Linked DNA regions of Oryctolagus cuniculus: region 2 is linked to region 1. Evidence: chromatin contacts called from public Hi-C data. All regions are on one chromosome and are shown on one strand. The core of a region is the stretch at or near the end of the contact, and the rest is flanking DNA. Distances in the headings are between cores, read along the strand shown.

Region 1 (6,908 bases), core at 3,060-5,559:
CCACCGTGCTTTATGGCTCTGATTTAAAGGTTGTGGCAAATGTTACTGTAGGTATTTTAATCCATTTTATGTAAATATAGGAAATTTTTACAGTCTTGGTTCCTTAATAAGAGTTTACTTTGCTCTACAATTCTTAAAAATGAGGAAGACAGGCCCTTTCCCAGCATTATTCTTTGGGCTGGACTGGATCATACTAATTCTCCTTTCGTCGGATCATCAGCATCTTGACATTTTAGGATTTATTTGTAATTACATTTCTTTTATGAAAAGAAATATTGTACTTCGCTGAACCTTAGGAAACCAACTTTTGACACTTCTTGAGTTTCCTGCACAACTACACTGTCTTCCAGTTTTACTAGTTTATTAAAAGGACAGCGTTCAAGGTCACTTGTTCCTTGGGAGGAGCAATCTACTTTAGCATTTACAAAATAAAGGAGAAGGGTTTGTGTAGACAGACTTGGTCTATTTGGCCTTTCTATTAGTAGAATGTGAGAATAAAACAAGGACTGTCCTAGATTATGCAAAAGAGTGAACAAGAGGGTGCAGAGACTGAGCTCACGGGGTAAGGAAGCAGCAGCAGTGAGTTTATCACATAAGCATGAGGGCACGGAGGCGAGCAGGCAGGGTGCATGAACATTTACATGGAAGTCATATCGTTGAGAGCGTGGTCCAGCTCCTCGCTGATGGCTTTGTACTTCAGTTTCTGAGCGTACAGCTCGTCTATGACCAGGAAGTGGGAGGCAGAGGTGCAAGGACATGGAGAGTGATCAAGAGATGGAGGGTGAGCGAGGGCGGCGTAGGAGCCATCCCCCACACAGCAGCAAGAAAAGGACAATGCATGGAGGGGTTGGTGCCGCGGCAGGTGGCCAATGCAGGAGGCGTGCATTTGGTTTTTAAATAATTCGGAACAAAAACAAAGAGAACAAAACCCATTAGAAAATAAAACCAAAAAGACTCCACACGAAAATCATAACAAATATGATGGGTACATTAGAAAAATATGCTCAACCTTAAACAAAACCAAAGACTGGCTCCTGGGTGGCAGGAAAGTGTCTCTTTCACAGAGCTCTATTTTAACCTCACCAGAGTAGTTAGCCACCTGCAGCTGTAAACAATGGAAAAAATACCCCAGGGCAATGTTCTGGAAGGAGAATTAGTGATTACAGCCTGTAACCCTTATCTGGCGCCACCTTCAAACCACGGACTTCCTGGCTAAGCTGGACCACTGGGACGTGGATGTCTTAGTGCCATTTCCAGGAATGCTGTGGTCTCCCTGTGTGCGCTGCTTGACAGCGGTCCTGGAGGCTTGCAAAAGCAAGAAGAGCCAGCACCTGGGGTTCTGTGTGGTGCAGGCCACAGCCTATGTTGCACTTGGGAAGGCTGGCAACCACTTGTCATCCCCTCTTGTCCTCAAAACTGCTACTGTCCGCAGCAACCTGCAGGTTCTTCCCCAACCCCTTCTGCCAGTGACGTAGATGATTTTCCCCCCTGCTTCACAGCTAACCGCCTACAAGTCTCAGAGTTCAAAATTCAGGATTCCCGTTGAGATACACAGGGTGTTACCAAAATAAAACCTACAAATGCTTGAGTATAATTGCCAAATACAAAGCCTTGCTGATTTTCTCCTCTCATTCAGTATTAAAACTATTTTGCTAAGACAACGAAGAAATAACCTAAACCCTTACAGTGAATTTATACTTGGAAAATGATGGGTTGTGTCTTAAAAAAAATCAAGTTCACATCATTCTGATAATTAGGAGCTATCATTAAAGATACAAAATATATTAGAGTCACTCTCACAAACTCCTCACTCAAAATGAAAAATAAATCTGCCCCACACCTGACGAGTGTGAGGGAAAGCTGGTGGCATCTGCCACTGCAGAGGGGGACGTGCCCTGTCTGGTGGCTGACCAGTCACCTCACGAGCAGTGCACGCAGGTCTGAGAGTTGAAGAGCCACAGGTGAAAACCCCAGAGGACAGATAAGGAGAATGTGCAAGAGCAAAGAGGTCTATCAAGGGGGACGCACTTGGACTGGAAAACTGTTTTGTCAGGTCAGTATTCAATGGTAAGGATTCAGTTGAAAACACTGTTTCAGACCTTACCTTCTAAGTCATCAATGCTCTTCTCCAACTTAGTTACCGACCTCTCTGCAAACTCAGCCCGAGTCTCAGCCTGTAACAATTTAATTTGTTTTGGTCAGTGAAGGGAGAGTTTACACTTCCAGCAGCTACAAACACGGGCACAATGAGAGGATGGCCTTCAAGGGCCTCAGCCATACAGCGGGTCGGAAGCTGCCCGCCACTGGGGGAGACAGGAGCCAGCACTGCACATGAACTCCAAGAATGCCTTGGAATGTTCCTGATTTGGGTCACTGTAACTTTAAAGACTCCCTACCAGCGCCACAAAAATGCAGTTGGCTTCACCCAAAACTCTATTATAATATTACCTCCTTCAGCTTGTCAGAAAGCACCTTGATCTCTTCTTCATACTTGTCTTCCTTCTGTGAGTACTGTAATTAAAGAGAGCATTCCAGATGTCAGGCTGCGGCTCACCACCCGATGCCTTCGCGTACAGGGGACGTGCCAGCCCAGCCAACAGATGTTACGGATCTCTTGGGAGGTAACGGAGCCTCCGCTATCAAATCGCATGCTACAATACATCCTCTGCGCGCCTGCCTATTGCTTTACATGGGATAAGACCAAGATAACCTATCCGCTGGCACTTGGTTTAAATTAAATGGACGACTCACACACCCCACGTGAAATGTATTCTCTACTAAAAACCAAAAGGACGCTGTTAGCAGTAAGCATCAGGGAGTCACCGCAGAAAACGCTGTCGTTATTACTAACACGCCTACTGTGCGGTAGCGTTCACGAGCAGGGCCTCGGGGAGAGAAAGCGCGCCTCTGGCCAGAGAGGCCCGTTCCCCCGCGGCGTGCTCCTGGCCTACCTTCTCAGCCTGAGCCTCCAGTGACTTCAAGTTGTTCGTCACAGTTTTCAATTCTTCTTCAAGCTCGGCACATTTGCTAACGTTTTCGTTCAGAGGCAGAAAGGGTGGGAGCCAAGCCCAAGGAAGGAGGAGAGAAAAAGGAGAGGGATGGGAAAACATGAACACTGAGTCCCAGAGCTGACGGGCCGCCTTCCAGTAGCCAAACCATCTGGTGCCAAAGCGCTCGGTGCGGCCGCGGACACTGCCCTCTGACCTCACAGCAGTGCAAAGGCAGGGTGGCAAAATCCAATGCGCGGCTAGTGTGATCATTTGGCTTTTTTTTTTTTTTTTGGCTGCCCCAAGGAGCATTTATGAAGGGAAACACAAAAGGAGCATAAAGGACCAAGAGAAAGCACTTAAAGCGAGATATAAACAGCAGAGGGCTGAGTGAAGGTGCAGTCGTTACACCCAACAAACCAGTGTGCATTGGAAGCTGAAAGACGTCTGGGTTGCAGTTAAACCTAAAAACCATACATGAGCCATCAGTACCTTATCCTCTGCAGCCATTAATGCTTTCAAGGTCTGATCCATTATTCTTAATTGTTCTTCCAGCTGTCGAACTTGGCTGTTAGTGGACACAGGAAATGCACAAGGCCATTCACAAAATCAGTGTGCAGGTAAGGCATGCAGTGCCACACGCATTCATACACAGACACCCCACACGAGTCCTCCGTGTTCTGTATCATGGCTCATCCACATCCGGTGAGCGCAGGAGGAGCCCGGAGCCGAGACAGGTCAATGTGCAGCTGCCAGAAGTCATGCTGTTTAGTCACCGCTCTGCAGCACCCCACCGCGGCCTCCTGCTGCCGGTCCCGCTTACCCTTCTGAGAGCTCGGCCCGCTCCTCTGCACGCTCCAGGTCGCTCTCAATGATGACCAGCTTGCGGGCCACCTGCAGCAGGACAAACACAGCACGCACACGCCATGGGGCTCGCGGTTCAGATCATGTCCACCCTAGGGTTCTTGTCTACAGACAAGATGGTCCGCCTTGCAGCAGGCTCAGGGGAAGACTCTCCAATAGGAATGCCTGGAGAGAGGGCACCAGAGGCCCTTGCTCAAAACGACCCAGCAGGGTCAGCTACCACAGGGTCTCCATGATGTGAAGCCTCAGTCTGGTGGAGTCTGCCTAACGAACAGCAGCCAGCCCCAAGCATCGAAGGAGGGAGAAATATGAAATTCACAATCTCAAAAATAGCAGTAAGATGAGTGTGATGCATTTTATACTGGAGGCTGCCAAGAAAGAACTGAAAATAACCCCAAGTGCTCCATCGATTTAGTGTTCTGTATGTCAGCTCTCTTTCTGTGGGAGTTAAGAAAGTGGGAGAAGCTAACGTGAGGCGAGCTGGTGAGACAACCCGCAAAGCCTAATCTGTGCTCAGCGCAGGAAAGGAGAGAAGGGATCCTTTGATGCAGCTTAACATCTGCGGGACCAGTCAGACCTGGAGATACTAACAGCATCCCCCTTCAGGAGAGCCATGCTGGGACACAGTAAGGAAAAAGGAAAATCTTGGTGGTCATGTTGGCTGTTACCATGGGGACATGACCAGGTGCAGGTTCACGTGTGACCCAATGCTGACAACAGGGCTCTACCACCTTAGAGGAGAGAGGCTTCCGTCAATCTACTGCGCAGTCATGTGGCCCCTGGTCTCTAAGCTGCCCCAACTGGACGTGTCAGGTCACTCAGACCCTCCCTTCCTAACCAGCCTAACTCTCGCTTTCCTTGCTGGAGATCTTGTGTACTGGTCTTCGGGTGGGAAAGGTGAGGGGAGCTCAGGTTCTTGCCAGTGCTCCTGGTCAAAGGAAGAACCATTTCTAGATAAAGGAATCGTATTTCTCAAGACCACCCATTTCTGCCGTCACTCAGCAATCAAGGCGGGCCACCGCAGGGAGCCCAGGCGCTTTGGGCCTGAGGATCTGACCTCTTCATACTTGCGGTCGGCATCTTCAGCAATGTGCTTGGCCTCTTTCAGTTGGATCTCCTGAATTTCCATTTTTTCCTCATCCTTTTGGGCTCGGCTTTCAATGACTTTCATGCCTCTGAAAAGAAAGGCAAGCAGGGAAAGCCAACATTTATAAATGCGCAGATTCTGCCCGTTCACATTGCACGGCTGTGGTCTGCGCAGCCCAAAACAGAGCACAGAGCTACTTTTCTTTCCCGAGCCACGAAGCAAGACTTTCCAGAACTGAAGGCAGAAAGAGACACATAGCCCTCTGTTCACTGTACGCGGATTTGGGTACTAAAGAAACTGTCCAGGCATCTAACAGTAAATGAAAGGTACCATATGTCAGGATCTTGTTCCAGCCCGGGAGGCACGGAAACAGGAAGAGGCAACATGCCCTCCCAATTAAATGTATAATGGGTTTTGTCCTTTTCCTGTAGGAAGCCTCAGCCTGAAAACAGATCAAAGCTGGAGCAAAAGTCCTCTTCAGGCACTTCTCTCTGTAGAACAGATTCCAATCCCACCAACCACAGATGAAGACACTGGACTGGCTCACGTGAAACTGCTGCTATTTGACCATTTCAGACCTGGAAGGGTAGCAATTCATATGGTTCAACTGAAAGCTTTCTGAGAAACATGTTTTGACCGTAACACCCCTTTCCTGCTAAGGGTGTCAGGAGACAGAGCTGACACTGTCTTGGAAGCTTTGCATGTGCAAGGCTCCTATTGCACGTTTCAGAAAGTGTTAAATGACCTCTGATACATCACAGCTTTATGGAATAACAAGTCAGGTTAAAATGGGATTCATTTACAAAAAAACCCAACTCAATAGGCTGTAAGATAAGCAAACCAGTATTTTTTGAGACAGTACTATAATATACTTAAGGAGACCTGAGCTCTAATCTTGGCTCAGCCACAAATATGCTGTGAGCCTCTGGGCAAGGCCAAGTCAGTCTCTGAGCCCTTGTGTTCTCGTCTGTAAAGTCAGGGTAATGGAAGAAAAGATCTTGAAGTTCCTTTCACTCCAAAGTTTAACATTTCCAGACTGCCCGTAGTGTTCACAGATAAGCCTATTTCAAGAATTCAGCCACTAACTTACTGTTTCGTGTACACTGGAAGAGATCACCAGCCAACCTAAAGAATTCCCCAACTCTTGGTTAGTGAAGACGTAGTAAACAATGGGGAATAATGAACTGGAAACTCCAGGATAAAAGGACATTCTTAGCTCAAGTCTAAGAATACCTTTTATACGTGGTGGCAGAAGCACAGGCTCACTTCACAGATGGAGAAATGGTCAAGATGACGGACAGCACCGACCTGCACCTGCAGCGTTTGGATCCCCACACTACCACTGCATCCCGCAAGCGGCAGGATGTTCTCTCTTCTCATGGAGTCTCTCCATGCAATACGCAGACGCGTGACCTCCAGGAGCAGAGCACAGGAGAAAATGCCTGCTGGAAGGCACAAGGTGTGCTGATCCATGAGAGCCATGGTTCTCCTTTACATCCGTAAAGGTGAACCTTGAGGGAGAAGTCGGGCAGAGCCAGGTTACAGTGGAGGTGGGCTCAGAAATGGCGAGTTTCTGCCTGTGTTTGGAGTGCACGCACATGTCTTGTAGGTATTTGTTTTATCTGTGCCTTTTCTTCTACTTATTTGTTAGGTTATTTGATACCTCACAGTCTGCAGTCCCTTTATCTAGCCCTCTTTGGTATATTTTAAAATAAAGTAGTTAAATAAATTTTAAAACCTCATGGTGCTTTGAGCTCATTACAGAATAAAGAACCAACACGTATCCAGGGACCCGTCTACCTCCCTGGCTGGGTGGTGAGCTCTGTGAAGGCAGGGATGAGACTGCGGTCTTCTTTGTAAGCTGGGGGCTGACAACAGTGCTCTGCACCTAGCAGAGGTTCCACTAACATCAAATGAGCACAACCAAACACACCTGGGATCAACAGAGGGGCGGACCCTGCCAAGGGACT
Region 2 (6,615 bases), core at 715-3,214, 430 kb before region 1:
TTTTGTGCTTGCACTCCTGGCTGGGTGTCTGCTCACTGCCACCCACTGTCACCGCAGCCCCTCGCACTGTTGCCCCCTTCCCCACCCTGCAAGTCCAGAGCTATTTCCTTTAACAACCGGATGAGAGCAGCCGTGCGACAGGCTAGACAGAAGTCTGACCTTCTTAGTGATCATTCCCAGTGTGGGCACAAGGCCACAGCACAGTCCTCCCGGCTTCTGCCCCACAGCCATTGGGCCACCTCCAGTGTTAGCTGCCAGGTTGAGCTCCATGCCAAGTATCTCTGGATCACTTTTGTTCTATCACTTGATAAATATATTTACAAGTACAAGGACACTGCCAAAGTCAGAGGAAAATGGAATTAATGGGGCCGGTGCTGTGGCTCAGCGGGTTAACACCCTGACCTGAAGTACTGGCATCCCATATGGGCACCGTTTCTAGTCCTGGCTGCTCCTCTTCCGATCCAGCTCTCTGCTATGGCCTGGGAAAGCAGTAAAAGATGGCCCAATTGCTTGGGCCCCTGTATCCGAATGGGAGACCCAGAAGAAGCTCCTGGCTTCTGGCTTTGGATCAGCTCAACTCTGGCTGATGCGGCCATCTGGGGAGTGAACCAGCAGATAGACCTGTGTGTGATTGTGTGTGTGTGTGTGTGTAACTCTGACTTTCAAATAAATAAATAAATCTTTTTTAAAAATGAAATTAAAATATAAGTTTGGGGGAGAGTGCTTGGCCCAGCATCCTATATAGGAGCAGTTGTATTTGAGTCCTGGCTCTGCTCTCAGTCTCAGCTTCCTGCTGATGTGTGCTTGGGAGACAGCAGTGCAGGCACAAGGAGCCGGGCTCCTGCCACCCACCTAGGAGACCTAGGCTGAGTTCCCAGCTTTGAGCTGAGCCAGCCCCAAGCATTGCAGGCATTTGGGGAGTAAACCAGTCAGTGGGAGGTCTCTGTCTCTCTCAAATAAATAAATAACTTATAAATATATATTTATCTTGGTGCATAAAAATTTTGAAATCCATGAAGAGTTTTTTCTTAATGTGTATTTCCATGAACATTTTGAAAACTCCTGTATAGATGGATTCCAAAATGTTTTGTTTGCACCAAAATAAACTTATCCTTTAATTCTATGTTCTACGAACATTTTGAAGTATCTGCTATATATGTCATATTTTAATTATTTTTTTTCTTGCAGCATCCTCCCCAAAATGGTAATTCAGGGTAAAAGGCTATGATCCATGCTATGAGTTGACATGGTGATTTGAGATGCATTTAGCCGTGGGTTCAGAAATATCCTGGCTCCCTTGTTCACAGAGGATTGTTGCTGGGCAGCTGGGAGGCAGCACGGTACAGCAGGAAGAGAGTGGGCCCTGGAGTAGGGACAGCTGGGCAAAGGCCTGGGCAGTGTCACTGTGCTGGGAGCTGGAGACTCGATTGGTTTCCCCAACCAAGTGGCTCTGCGGGCATCGGTTGCCTCCATCTTGGCCTGAGGCCCCTCGGCCTGGCCCGCCGTCTTTGGAGTGGGGTGGCGGTGGGGGGGTGAGGCCAGCTGGGCAACAGGAAGTGAACAATTACCTATCACAGTGTCCTGGGAGGCACCGCTTAAGCACTGTGGGACGATGTGCAGACTGCCACCTGCTGGCGTGAAGAGTTACGCGTCCACATAATTTGGAGATGAAAGTGCTCCAGCCTGCGTCTGGAGTGAAGTTGCAGGAGAAGGAGGGGAAGGTGCTCCGAGCCCAGGCTGGCCCCAGGAAATGGGAGCTTTAAGGGGATGTCCTCCTTCTGGGCATGAAGCTCTGGGAGAGGAAGCTGCTGTGAAGGAAGGCGGGTGCTGGCGGTGGGGTCTTCGCGGGGCAGGAGGTCTTTGTCAGCGATGGATGAAAATGATCAGGCTGAGAGCAGTCCTCCCTGCAGGTCCTCCCACATGGACAGGGCGCCCCCAGGGGCTGGACGCATGCTTGGCAGGCGCCGTGCCTGCCCTGGTCATCTCACAGGGGAAGGCCTGTGACGAGACTCACTCTTCTCAGACTGATGTAATTCCTTTTATTCAACTGAGGACAAAGTTGCCTCTGAATACATCAGAAATCATCTGAAACACAGTATGCTGCCTCCAAACCCTGCTGCCATTTTTACTTCAATACTATCCAGCCTGTGTATGCACACTTTTATGGAGCTATAATAACACACGCTATCCTGAAGTTTGTTATGTTTTACCCACAATAAATATTTCTCTATATTGCTACTTAATCATAATTGTCCTTATAAACTGTATACGAGGCAAATGTATGGCTGGATACAAATCTGCCTAATAATTCCCTTAAGCCTATGACTTCTCTCTCTCTCTCTTTTTTTTTCTTGCTGTGATAGATACTGCTGATGGTAACTGCTTTTTGCAGATTTTTATTGCATTACTTCCCAGTAATCATAAATGCGGCTGTTCCTGTGTGTTGTCATAACTGCTTCCCCAAAGAGAGATTACTGATTTACAATGCTGCCAATACTACATGAGAGAATCAATTCTGTTGCAACATTGGGCATATTGAATAACACTGCATTAATATATTCCTGAGAATTAATATTTTTAATGGGGCCCCAAATTTGTTCTAATCTGCCAATAGGCAGGTCCTTTTTTACTTATGTAGTAATTATAATTTCTCATGTGTGAAGTGTCTGTTCATATTGTGGTTGAAAAACTGAATGAGTCCCTTGTTTGATGTCTTTCCTTTAAAAGAGAGAGAGAGAGAGAAGCAATAAAAGATTGCGTTATTACAGCTGAGACGGTCAGAATGGCACTTTCTGTGATACTCTTTGGACTAATACCTCCTTCTGGAATCTTCCCAAGAAAGTTCGGCTATCTGGAGGGCAGGTGTCCTCTGCTGCCCAGAGCTACGAACCGAGCAGGGCGAGTCTACAAGCCCCTTGGTGTGCTCGGCCCAGCAGTCGGGAGGACGTGACTTCCCAGAGTTCAGGAAAATGACTTGGGCACCAGCCTGGGTCACGATAATGCAAATGAAAATCAGCTGATGGAGAGTTAACTTGTCTCCTAGTGACCGAAGAATACGAGTCCTTGAGAGTCTCAGTTAAGAAGGACTCTCTGCTGCCCTAGTGGCACAGTGGGCTAAGCCGCCACCCGTAATGCCAGTCTCCCACGTCAGAGCGCCAGTGTGAATCCCAGCTCTGCAGCTTCCAATCCAGCTCCCTGTAACGTACCTGGGAAAGCAGATGGTGATGATCTGAGTGCTTGGGCCCCACCACCCATTTGGGAGACCAGAATGAGAGTTTCTGGCTCCTGGCTTCAGCCTCTCTGGCTGTTGTGGCCATTTGGGGAATGAAACATCAGGTAGAAGCGTGTGCTTTCTCTCTCTCTCTCTCTCTCTCTCTCACTCTCTCTTGCCTCTTGCTCTCTATTTGTCACTCTGCCTTTTAAGTAAATAAATAAATCTTCAAAGATCTTCCATCCATTGGTTCACTCCCCAAATGGCTGCAAAAGCCAGGAGCCAGGAGCTTCCTCCAGGTCTCCCACGTGGTACAGAGGCCCAAGGACATGGGCCATCTACTGCTACAGCGCCAGTCCCAGTGCCCCCAGCTCCAGATGCCCCTGCATCTGCCACCTGCCCTGGAAGTAGAGGAACCACTCAGTAGCCGAGAGGCACCCTGTGGCTCTCTCCCCCAGGGTCTTCTCCGGCCGGCGGCTCTGCCCTCTCCCAGCCAGGCTGATCACTAGAGTGCAGCTCTGGGAAGCCTTCTGGTGCTGGGTATCCATTTCTTTTCCTATACTCCCCCCCCGCCCCAGTGCACCACAGCCTGCAGTGTCCCGGGCAGTGGCCAAAATATTCTGCCTCACGCACAGTCCTTCTCCTGAGAGAAGATCGTGGGTGTCAGAAGCCAGGTCTGTGAGTGGGTGGAAGAGCCTGGCTCTCCCTAGCAACACCTCACTGCTATTTTCTGGGATGACGAGATAAAGAAGGGACCTGACCTTCGATTAACACATACCATGTAAAAGGCACGGCTTCATTTAATTTGTTTTTCTTCCTCTCTTCCTTTCTCTCTTAGGTTTGTTTGTTTGTTTATTTGAAAGAGTTACAGGGAGGGAGGAGGAGGGAGAGAATCTTCCAGCTACTGGCTCACCCGCCAGATGGCCACATTGGCTGGGCTGGGCCAGACCTAAGCTAGGAGAGCCAGGAGCTTCTTCCAGGTCTCCTGCAAGGGTAGCAAGGGCCCACATACTTGGACTATCTTCCACTGCTTTTCCCAGGCCATTAGCAGAGAGCTGTATCAGAAGTGGAGCCGATGGGACTTGAAGCTTCGCCCATATTGGATGCTGGCATCATAGGCAGAGGCGTTACCTGCTACGCCGAAACACAGGCTCCTATTGAATTTCTGAAAACCAGCCAGGAAGTAACAGGTCAGGAAGAAGAGACTCAGAGGCACATGACCCGATCAGCTCCCCCAGCTATGAGGAGGTCTCCCATGCACGCTGCAATGGCCAACCAGAGTCGCTTTTCCAAACTACCTGTGGGTGCTTCCCCTCAAGTACCACCACACCCTGCAGGTGCTCTCTGTAGGATGTGGGGTGCACCCCACAGAGTATCAGCAAACTGATGAGGAGAGGAGGAGGCTGATGTCCAGAGAGGACCTGGGGCGGCGCCTGGGAAAATGAGCAACTGGGAAAACCCCCAGGGAAGGAAAGTAGAAGAATTCCAAGGATTGGGCCAAGGGCAGCAGAGCTGCGGACCAGAGCAGAGAGAGAGTGGGTAGGAGGGTGCAAGGGGCTGGGCCCAGGGCAGGCTGCCTCATCCCCAGGGAAGAGGGAAGTGGGGGGGGGGGTGGCTACAGGGTTTGCAGAAGGTGGGGGGGGCACTTGTGGGAGAAACTGTCTACCACACTCAGAACCGACAGGCGCAGCTGGGGGAGGGGGAGCGCTTGGTCAGGCGCTCTGAGACCTTGTCCTGGCCGGTGGCCTCAGACGAGTCACACGGGCTCCCCATGACTTGCTTTCTTTCTCTCTGAAACAGGCATAAAAATAACCTTCTCTGATTGAATCAGCTCATGTGGAAGTGGTTTACGAGCTCTGCAACCGTGCACGGGTCACACAGAAGGAGTGTTAGCTAAGCGATGAGTCCCTTGCTCATTATCATTCAGAATCTCAGCCACTCAGCCTGCTGTGTCTGATTAACGGGGCAGCATTGGAGGCCCAGGGAGATTCTGCAGATTAGGGCTGGCACAGAGCAAGCCCTCGGCGATGGTCCCCTCCCCACCCCAAGCCTTTCCGCCCTGATGTTTCATACTCTCAATACTTTCAGCTACACACACTGAGAACACCTCCCATGCATCAGCCTGCCCTTTGAAAAACCCAGCTCTCATGCCCTTTTTTTTTTTTTTTAAAGGCAGAGAGACAGAGAGAGATCTTCCATCTGCTGGTTGACTCCCTTAAATGGCTGCAGCAGCTGGAACTGAGCCAGGCTGAAGCCAGGAGCCTGAAACTCAAGTCAGTGCTCTCATGCAGGTGGCAGGGACCCGGGTGATGGCAGGCCGTCACCTGCTGCCTCTCAGGGCGCGCATTAACAGGAAGCTGGATTGGAAGTGGAGTCCGGACTGAGTCCGGCACTCTGGTACGGGAAGCGCCCTATCAGATCCCAAGGGGCTTTCTCCGAAACGAGTTTTTGGTGAAAAGTTCACTCCTACAAGAATCTATGTAATATGTAAGTACAGTGGGAGAGATAATAATAAAACAAACCGCACACTGAAATTCATGAAAAATATCACCCGTGCTGGCCAAGCTCCTAGTGGTGCTTCCCCTTCGCTCTCCTAGCCTCAAATTTGTATTCATCTTTCTCTAACTTTTTTAAAAAAATATTTATTTATTTATTTATTTATTCATTTGGAGGGTAGAGGGTTAGAGAGGCAGGGCGCGAGATCTTCCCTCTGTTGGTTCACTCCCCAAATGACTGCAACAACCAGGGCGGGCCAGGCTGAATCTAAGAACCAGGATCTCTAACTGGGTCTCCTGGGAGGATGGCAGGGACCCAAGCACTTGGGCATCACCAGCTGCATTCCCAGGAGCATTAGTGGGACGCTGGACTGAGCGTGGAGTAGCCAGGACTGAAGTCAGAACTCCCCTGTGGGCTGCCAGTGCCTTTCCATGCGCTGCTTAACCCGCTGCACCACAAGGCCTGCGCCTTCTCTACCTTTTTAAATAACGCTTTCCCGCATGTACATTATCCCTAAGCAATACATGCGTTCTCCCCGACTCCGAAGCTTTATACAGGGCCTCGTGCTGTCAGCATCCTTGTAGCACTTGTTCTTTGTCCCTGTGTTGATGGGAGCTGCAGCCATAGCTCATTCACTTTTATGCCTGTATGAGTGGACTGCAAAAAAATTCATGGAAGCTGCAATGAAAATTTATTTTGGTGCAAAAAATGGTGAAATCCATGCATTGTTTTCACAGCATGTATTTCCTATGAACTTTGTGAAGAGCCCTCTTAGGGTGCTCCCTTGTGGGAATGGACCACAATTGACTTTATCCATCCCATGGTGAACGGACATTTCCAGCTTACAATGATCATAAACCATGCAACGTGTAGGGGCTGGGTCATGGGGCACACAGGCCTTTATTTAC

What was found. Hi-C and Micro-C count contacts between places; a contact is called where the count stands out from the background.
Region 2: a Hi-C map of an unstated tissue shows a contact between it and region 1, with 2.3 times the contacts expected there. The contact joins two enhancer-like sites. A contact is called at or near these places in 2 of 6 Hi-C or Micro-C datasets (ear pinna and an unstated tissue).

What each region holds. Positions count from the first base shown.
Region 1 is chr12:86,076,007-86,082,914 of mOryCun1.1, reverse strand. It overlaps TPM1 (tropomyosin 1), which reads right to left. Exons shown (of 10, transcript NM_001105688.1): 4 at 4,909-5,026; 5 at 3,811-3,881; 6 at 2,952-3,027; 7 at 2,449-2,511; 8 at 2,105-2,174; 9 at 642-720. Among named protein-coding and RNA genes, the nearest start is that of TPM1, 17 kb to the right of the region's middle. Within about 2 kb of position 4,309, at least 2 of the 8 cell types and tissues checked have an H3K27ac peak or open chromatin away from gene starts, as enhancers often do.
Region 2 is chr12:86,504,145-86,510,759 of mOryCun1.1, reverse strand. All of the region lies in intron 1 of USP3 (ubiquitin specific peptidase 3), which reads right to left. Among named protein-coding and RNA genes, the nearest start is that of USP3, 48 kb to the right of the region's middle. Within about 2 kb of position 1,964, at least 1 of the 8 cell types and tissues checked has an H3K27ac peak or open chromatin away from gene starts, as enhancers often do.